Linked DNA regions of Oryza sativa: region 1 is linked to region 2. Evidence: chromatin contacts called from public HiCAR-type data. All regions are on one chromosome and are shown on one strand. The core of a region is the stretch at or near the end of the contact, and the rest is flanking DNA. Distances in the headings are between cores, read along the strand shown.

Region 1 (3,632 bases), core at 697-3,196, 450 kb after region 2:
TAGGTAATACTAAATTAATCACGTGCTAAGAGCAATGATAATAATAGAGCTCACTTCCTACTATTAGTTCATTTTAAAGCCAACATATATTATAGATTAGTTATACGATTGGCTACAATTTTCTTCTTATCTCTCTATCTCTCACTTATACATTTAATGCATTTGTCTTGGAGCTTGTGATAAGCTAGTTCTTGTATGAGAGCCAACATCCTTAATTTTTCACTACCTCTCTTCTCCACCTAAGCTTATAGTAGCCTTATAGCTTATCATTATTATACTTGCTCTAATGGACTATATTGTTTTGCATGTTCGGAGGAAAAGTTCGCAACTCCCCTTTACCGAACACAGCTGCTATGTTCGGTTTCTTGAGTTGGGAACTTACACTCCATGCACGCAAAACAGCGCAACTCATTAGCGCATGATTAATTTAGTATTAGTTATTTTTTTGAAAATTTGATTAATATGAATTCGTATAGAAAATTTTTGTCGTTTAATTAGTTTGAAAAGCGTGCGTGTGAAAAACGAGAGAGATGAGTTGGGAAAGTGAAGAACCAAACTCAGCCTTGCATTGCTAATTAGGAATATCTATTGATGTAGAATAGAGAGAAGAAAAGAGACAAATAGTTAACAACTCAAATAATACCCTTAGCCTTTATAAAATAAAAACTTTGCTCCATTAGGTGAAGAAAGAATTGTAATAAAACTATTTTTATTTCTAGTTAAATTTTTTTTAATCTATTAGAAGAATATGTATATAGTCTTTAAATAAACACGTATCGTCTAACTTCGAACATGCCATAAAAATACAATAAATCTTCTATGGTACAAGTTGTACTATATACAAAATACTCTCCCTCCATTTCATATTAAAAATATTTTTTTCTTAGTCAAAATTTTTTAAGTTTGATGAAGTCTATATAAAAATATAACAATTTTTTAACACAAAACAAACAAACTATCAAAATATATTCACTGTTATATTTAATGAAATTAATTTAATATTGTAGATGTTGCTAACTTGATCAAACTAAAAAAAAGTTTTAAAAAAAATCAAAACGACTTATAACGGAACGGATGTAGTAGTAGATTGTATTGCAAAAAAGAAAAAAAATTCGCCCCCACCGTTCCATATCATAAGTCTCATTGACTTTTTTAAATCAAACATTTTAAAAATTTGATCAAGTTTATAGAAAATACAACAACATTTATAATATCTATTTTGATAGTTCCTACAAATTTGATTAAAACTAGACAAGTTTGTTTTAGAAAAATATCTAAACGACGTATGCCGGAGTGTAGTGGAACCCCCTACTCCACCCTCCCTTGCGATAAGAGTTTTTTTTTCTTTCTTAGTAGCTTATCTTCTATGTATATGTAATCAAACTCTGCTCTCTTCTTCTATTATATTGCCGTGTAATTCTTTTTACGTGTCCGTAAAAGAAAATAAACAACTTATGCCCTGTTACTTCTCATGCAAAAAAACTTTCACCCTGTCATATCGAAAGTTTGGACACATGCATGGAGTATTAAATATAGAAAAAAACTAATTACATAGATTGTGTGTAAATTGCGAGACGAATCTTTTAAGCCTAATTGATCCATGATTTGATAATGTGGTGGTACAGTAAAAATTTGCTAATGACGGATTAATTAGGTTTAATAAATTCGTATCGCAGTTTCTAGGCGGAATCTGTAATTTGTTTTGTTATCAATCTATGTTTAATACTTTAAATGTGTGTCCGTATATCCGATGTGACACACCAAAACTTTTCGTCTCACGAACTCCGGCCGAGTTATGAAATTAATTTTTCCATTCGTGTCCGAAAACCCCTTTCGACATTCGGTCAAATATCTGACGTGACACTCAAATTTTTTTTTCGCGAACTGAACACACCCTAAACTGAGCCTTTATCCTGCTAAGCTCTCCCGGGTTGGAGTCTTCTTCCATTTGCTTTCGAGTCGTCTTCAACCCCTCCACCCCCGACCTGTTCCAGCCGCATACACGCCGGTGTGCCCATTTTGTCAACGCGCAGTCTCCCTGACTTTCTCTCCTCCCCGGCGCTGCGCTTCGCCGTGGAGTGCCGTGAGCCCGTGATGCCACGCGACGCGCCCCCCAGCCGACGCCGACGGCGACATCTCTGAAACATTTCTCCTCGACCACGGCAACCCAAAACCCCACCCCACCCACCAATCCCCAACCCAACCAAACACCACCACCGCCGCCGCGCCCGCGCCAGCAGCAGCAGCAAGTAGAGCCACGGCGGGGGAGGCAGGGGGGCAGCAGGGCATGAAGCCCCGCGAGCTCCTGGAGCGCATCGCACGGCCGTTCAGCTCGTCGTCCTCCCGCCGCGGCGGGGGCGCGGAGCGGCGGCGGCGGGAGGAGGAGGAGGCGGACCTGGAGGCGATCGCGGCGAGGGAGCAGCGCGCGTTCCGGTACGAGGCCCTGAGCGCCGCGACGCGGGGGTTCTCCGAGCGGCAGAAGCTCGGGCAGGGCGGGTTCGGCCCCGTCTACCGCGGCCGCCTCGCCGACGGCCGGGAGGTCGCCGTCAAGCGCCTCGGCGCCGGGTCCCGCCAGGGCGCCCGCGAGTTCCGCAACGAGGCCACCCTCCTCTCCCGCGTCCAGCACCGCAACGTCGTCAACCTCATCGGCTACTGCGCCCACGGCCCCGACGACAAGCTCCTCGTCTACGAGTACGTCCCCAACGAGAGCCTCGACAAGATCCTCTTCTCCTCCCCTCCGCCGCCGCCCCGAAACTTCCACTGTGAGTACTCCAATTTCTTCTTCCTTCGCCATTGCCTTCCGCAAAATTTTCACCGCGTGAACGGAACCAGTTTAATCATCCGATGGACGCGTCGTTTTTTTTTTTTTTTTGGGGATCGGATTATCAGTTCAATGCTTGGAAAAGTCGCGTGCACTGTTTCTTGTTGCTAGGACAGCTCATTGCTTGCGTCAGCGGGTGGTCATCACCGATGCATCGATCTATCTATCTAACAAATTAAAATACGGCTGCTACTAGATGCTTTGCTGTTGCTGACAAAGCTCTTCTCTTAACAATTACTACTAGCTCACTGCATTTGCACACTGTGGCACAATTATAGTTTTGAGTTGCATACTTGCATTATCTGGAGTCTTAGAGATAAAATCGGATTAATCAGGCATGGAAAATTTGAGGCAGATTTGTTACTACAAGATAGGGCATATGTTCATTTGTTCGTTCTTGAAAAAATTGTGTCTTGCATTTCCCAACTGTTTGTTTTCCCTGTTTATGAGATAGTAGTAGCTTCCATAGGAACCTGGAAAAACTCTTCCATTCATTCAAAACTAGTATGCTTAACTGTTCTTGTACGTTTCAAGATTCCTCCCAAATTCTCTTAAATGAAATTCCTCCCAAATTAAAATTGGAAGCATCTCTCTGGATATTAGTGGTTGTTTGGCTTACCAAAAAGAAAAATAGAAACTCAAGGAACCATCAACCCATTTGGTTTGTTGAATAAAACCCAGCATTCCCAGCAAACCACCATTTGGTTACAAGGAATGGGACTGTGATAGAAAAATGAGTGAAGGTTTAGGATGGAATGAGATGAGAAGAATTGTATGGTTAGGATAAAAACTATCCTTTGATGGGTAATAT
Region 2 (3,741 bases), core at 1,080-3,579:
CAGTAACTGACTTGTGTTCTGTCTGTGCTGGCCTGGCCAGTACAGTACTGCACGTACGTCAGCCATATGCATGGGAACAGAAAGCTGAGACACGGCCGAAGATACGGGCACCACCTTGCCCGCGCTGCGGCTGCGTGCGACCGGCCGATGAGAAAGACGGCGACGGCGAGGGAGACGCGCGCGCGCGGGCGGCTGCATGTATGTGTATGCGCGACATGAGATGCAGCTTGAAATTAAGTCTCGTGTCGGCCGAGGAAGGAGAGCCACACAGCTCTGTGCTCGCTGTGCGCGTTACTCGTTGTCCCTTTCCTCCCGCTTCAGTGCTTCACACGGAGGCGGAGCCTTTTGACGCGGACTCGAGCTGCTCCGCGCGTGCGAGGCGAGACGACCCATCGTTTGGGAGTTGGGCCGCCGGCCCATGCTAGGCCGGTGTGGGCTGGGCTGGAGGCCTGCTTCCCCCCCTCAAGCTCGAGTAGTTCGTTGCCAACTGCCAACCGCAACAGGAGTAGTACCCGTTGTATAGATGGCCATAAGGCCCGACGGCCCAGCCCATGGAAAGGCCCAAGCATGGCACATCATGATTGGTGTTTAGCCCGTGCTGGCCCGGCCTTGACAATTGGGCTGATGCCTTGGCACGGTGGGCCGGTCCAGCACGGCACGGTCCAATGAACACAGAAGAAAATAGTTGAGGGATCCAAATAAACTTAAATTCAGTCATATAATGCACAACCCAAAGAGGCGAAATGCAAAATAGACTTATTCAACCATATAATACACGAGCCAAAAGATGTGGGAGGAAAAAAATAGACGTATTCTTGGCGAAGCACGATAGGATATCGTGCCTTTAGGGCGGCCCAACATGGACCGAGTCTTATTGGATTGGTGCAGCCCGTGCGCGTGCATGGTATAGCCTAACATGTAGGTCGGGGTGTGCCAGACTGACTGATCTCAGTCTGGGCCCGGTAGTGTCCGGGCTGGGCTGCCCATTTGGTCATCTCATAGTTTGCAGCCTACTTGCACAGTGCAGATTTACTTTGCATTTGCCGCTTTGCGGATGCATGTTATGTGTACATGTGTGTGTTTATGTGAGTTTATCTATCCTCGTTCCGTGAAACAAATGTGTGGTTGTGGTGCCTTCTAGCATGTCAACAAAGTAGGGGTCGGGTTTGGAAGCGTTATCCGATTCACTGTTTACGTTTCGTCAGAGATATCTGAACACGTTGTCTGCGTGGTAATCTACTGTTCTAATTCCGTGTTCTTTCTTGTTGGTTCACGGCACACCACTACACCAGCAGACCAGCTTAGCTAGTAGTCCTCGAGAAGCTGGGAAGCTTGTCAGCCTTGGACTTGGGTCGTCGACTCGTCGTCGTTCCCTACATTTAGACGGCACGTACGTGTTCTTCTACGATTGGATGATATCTTGCGATGAGCATAGGCCTATTTATTTTTCTACCCTACCAAACCAATTAATTAAATTTTGGCACTACCAATTTTTTTTAGGGCAAAGTTAGCTGGTCTATGTTTGGTTTAATACCAATATAAAGCCAAAATTTAGTATGAGAGTGAAGAAGATTCTAGAATGTAGCCAAATTAAACGTGGTCACTACCAATTGTTTGGCTTCAATCCTAACTAGCACGTTTACTACTAAAGTTCCAAAATTTTAGTAGGGCCATGTTTTGGCTTTAATCCAAAACGGCCCTACATCAACACCTTCTCGTTGCATTAGAACGAAGAACATCACCAATCCAAACCATTTATCCCCCAGTCATTTTGAATGGTTTTTTTTTGAATGGAATATCCCCACGATCATCATAAAAAGAAAAAAATTAATCCCAAAAAACCTGTATATTTTGAATGCTCAAGAACCATACGCGTACGTATGCAAAGAGCATGGTCAGACAACCGAGAAAAGCAGCCACGGAAATGAAGTGCACAAATATCTCGTGCAATTAATTCACGACGTGGAAAATACTCGAGGCAAAGAAGAAAAAAAAGGGGGAGATGATCAGATGCATATCTCTCGCAATTAATTCACGATGTTGAAAATATATTTCATTGAAAAAAAAACGCGGAGATTTGTCCTTGGTCCAGATGGATAGCCAAAGCCAACCGTGGCGTCCTCTTTCCCCACTCCCCCAACCGCCAAAACGACTGCTGGGAAACCGCCCCACGTTTCCTCCCTCTCGCGCCATCGCCGTCGCTTTCCCGCCAAAAATCACCTCACAAGCAAGCGAACCCTGACCATCTCTCTCCAGTCCCCCCCCCCCCCCCCTGATCTTCTTCTTCATCTCTCTCTCTATATATATCAAGTTTCTCCTGTGGCTAAACAACAACAAGAACACCTGTGTCATCACAACAATTGAGCAGCAGCAGCAGAAGCAATTGAGATTTAATTCCATGGCGATTTCGAGGTCAGCTCCAATGGAGGAGAGGGATCAGCTGCAGGGAGCAAGAAGATCAGCGGTCGGGGATTATCTGGAGCAGCAGCAGCAGCAGGATGGAGTGTACCTGATCCACAGCCAGGTGATGAGGATCAAGAAGGAGGAGGAGGAGGCCAGGGAGCTCCTCCTCAAGCTGCAGCTGCTGGAGACGCGGCCGGCCGGCGGCGGCCGCTGCCCGGCGACGACGCTCCGGGCATCCCGGTCGCTCTCCCCGCTCCGCCGCGCCGGCGGCGCCATCCCGGTCGGGGAGTGATCGATCGATGATGATCTTTTTTTTTTTTGTGAGATCGGAGAGTTAGTACCTGATGCCTGTCCATGCTGACATGCTGTTTACTGTGATGTCTATCTGCATGGTTCAGAGCTTTAGCTGTTGGTTGTAGCACACCAGATGTACATGTTATTCCCCTCTCTTGTTTGTGTTGTAAAATATCAGTGATCGAGTTTACTTACCTTGCTTATATCTTAGCAAAACAATCCTTGGATGTTTTCGTGCGGTGGTTCTTGATTTGATCATTCTCCGGCCCTCCTCTCTTCAGCAACTCTGTTCAGATTGTTCATGAATTAGTTCAGACTTCAGACTGCAAGGTATCATTATGCCATCATAGTCTACAGTCTACTAGCTCATCAATAGTTAATAGTCATAGAAAAACAAAATATTAATGAAACTTGGGGAAAAAAGGGTCATACGGAATGAGGTTGCAAACATTGACAAGGAACTAGGAAGCAATTAGTCATTTGGTGCTGAACCTGAGAGGTTAATTACGTGTACCTTTGACATGGTTGAAGAGCTAGAAGATATGAGACTGTTTGAGTTTGACCAGTCGTTTCTCCACCTGGAGTTGCTGACACGGCAGTCGACCGGGAGGAAGAAGGATCCATCGGCTTCGCGTCGCCTGACCTCCACGTCGCGGCGAGCAAAAAGCTAGCCGACCTGCCCTGGCTGTCAACATCCACAAGATAATTGAGCCGCTTGGATTTGGATGCTGTGTTGGAAAGACAATTCATGAGAAGAAAGTTCTAGAATTAATGACAGTGATGGTTTCCGAGACCATGGCTGAGACACGTGGCGCCGGCCGGAGGCGATCTTGAGGACGACGATGCCGAAACCGTAGACGTCAAAGTGCACACCTGCCGGACACCACCCGGCGTCGGCAGCAACTGGAGCACCGCCGTAACGGGGGTGGTCCGGCCGCGGGCCCCTTCGCGAATCCGCCACCCTCGGTTCTTGGGGATCATCTTCAATTACGCGCGCGGCGGGATCTTGTCCCGCCCCGGCATTTCGTCGAACAACTTGCGTGC

The links. HiCAR-type assays count read pairs that join an accessible place to other places.
Region 1: a HiCAR-type map of leaf shows a contact between it and region 2, with 3 times the contacts expected there. The contact joins the promoter of LOC9271360 here to the promoter of LOC4346996 in region 2. A contact is called at or near these places in 1 of 15 Hi-C or Micro-C datasets (seedling) and 1 of 4 datasets of contacts at active chromatin or transcription factors (leaf).

What each region holds. Positions count from the first base shown.
Region 1 is chr9:18,838,973-18,842,604 of ASM3414082v1, forward strand. It overlaps LOC9271360 (cysteine-rich receptor-like protein kinase 43), which reads left to right and starts at 1,947. Exons shown (of 3, transcript XM_015795683.3): 1 at 1,947-2,762. The coding sequence starts at 2,288.
Region 2 is chr9:18,387,274-18,391,014 of ASM3414082v1, forward strand. LOC4346996 reads left to right here and starts at 2,330. Exons shown (of 1, transcript XM_015755436.3): 1 at 2,330-2,900. The coding sequence starts at 2,399. The coding sequence ends at 2,695.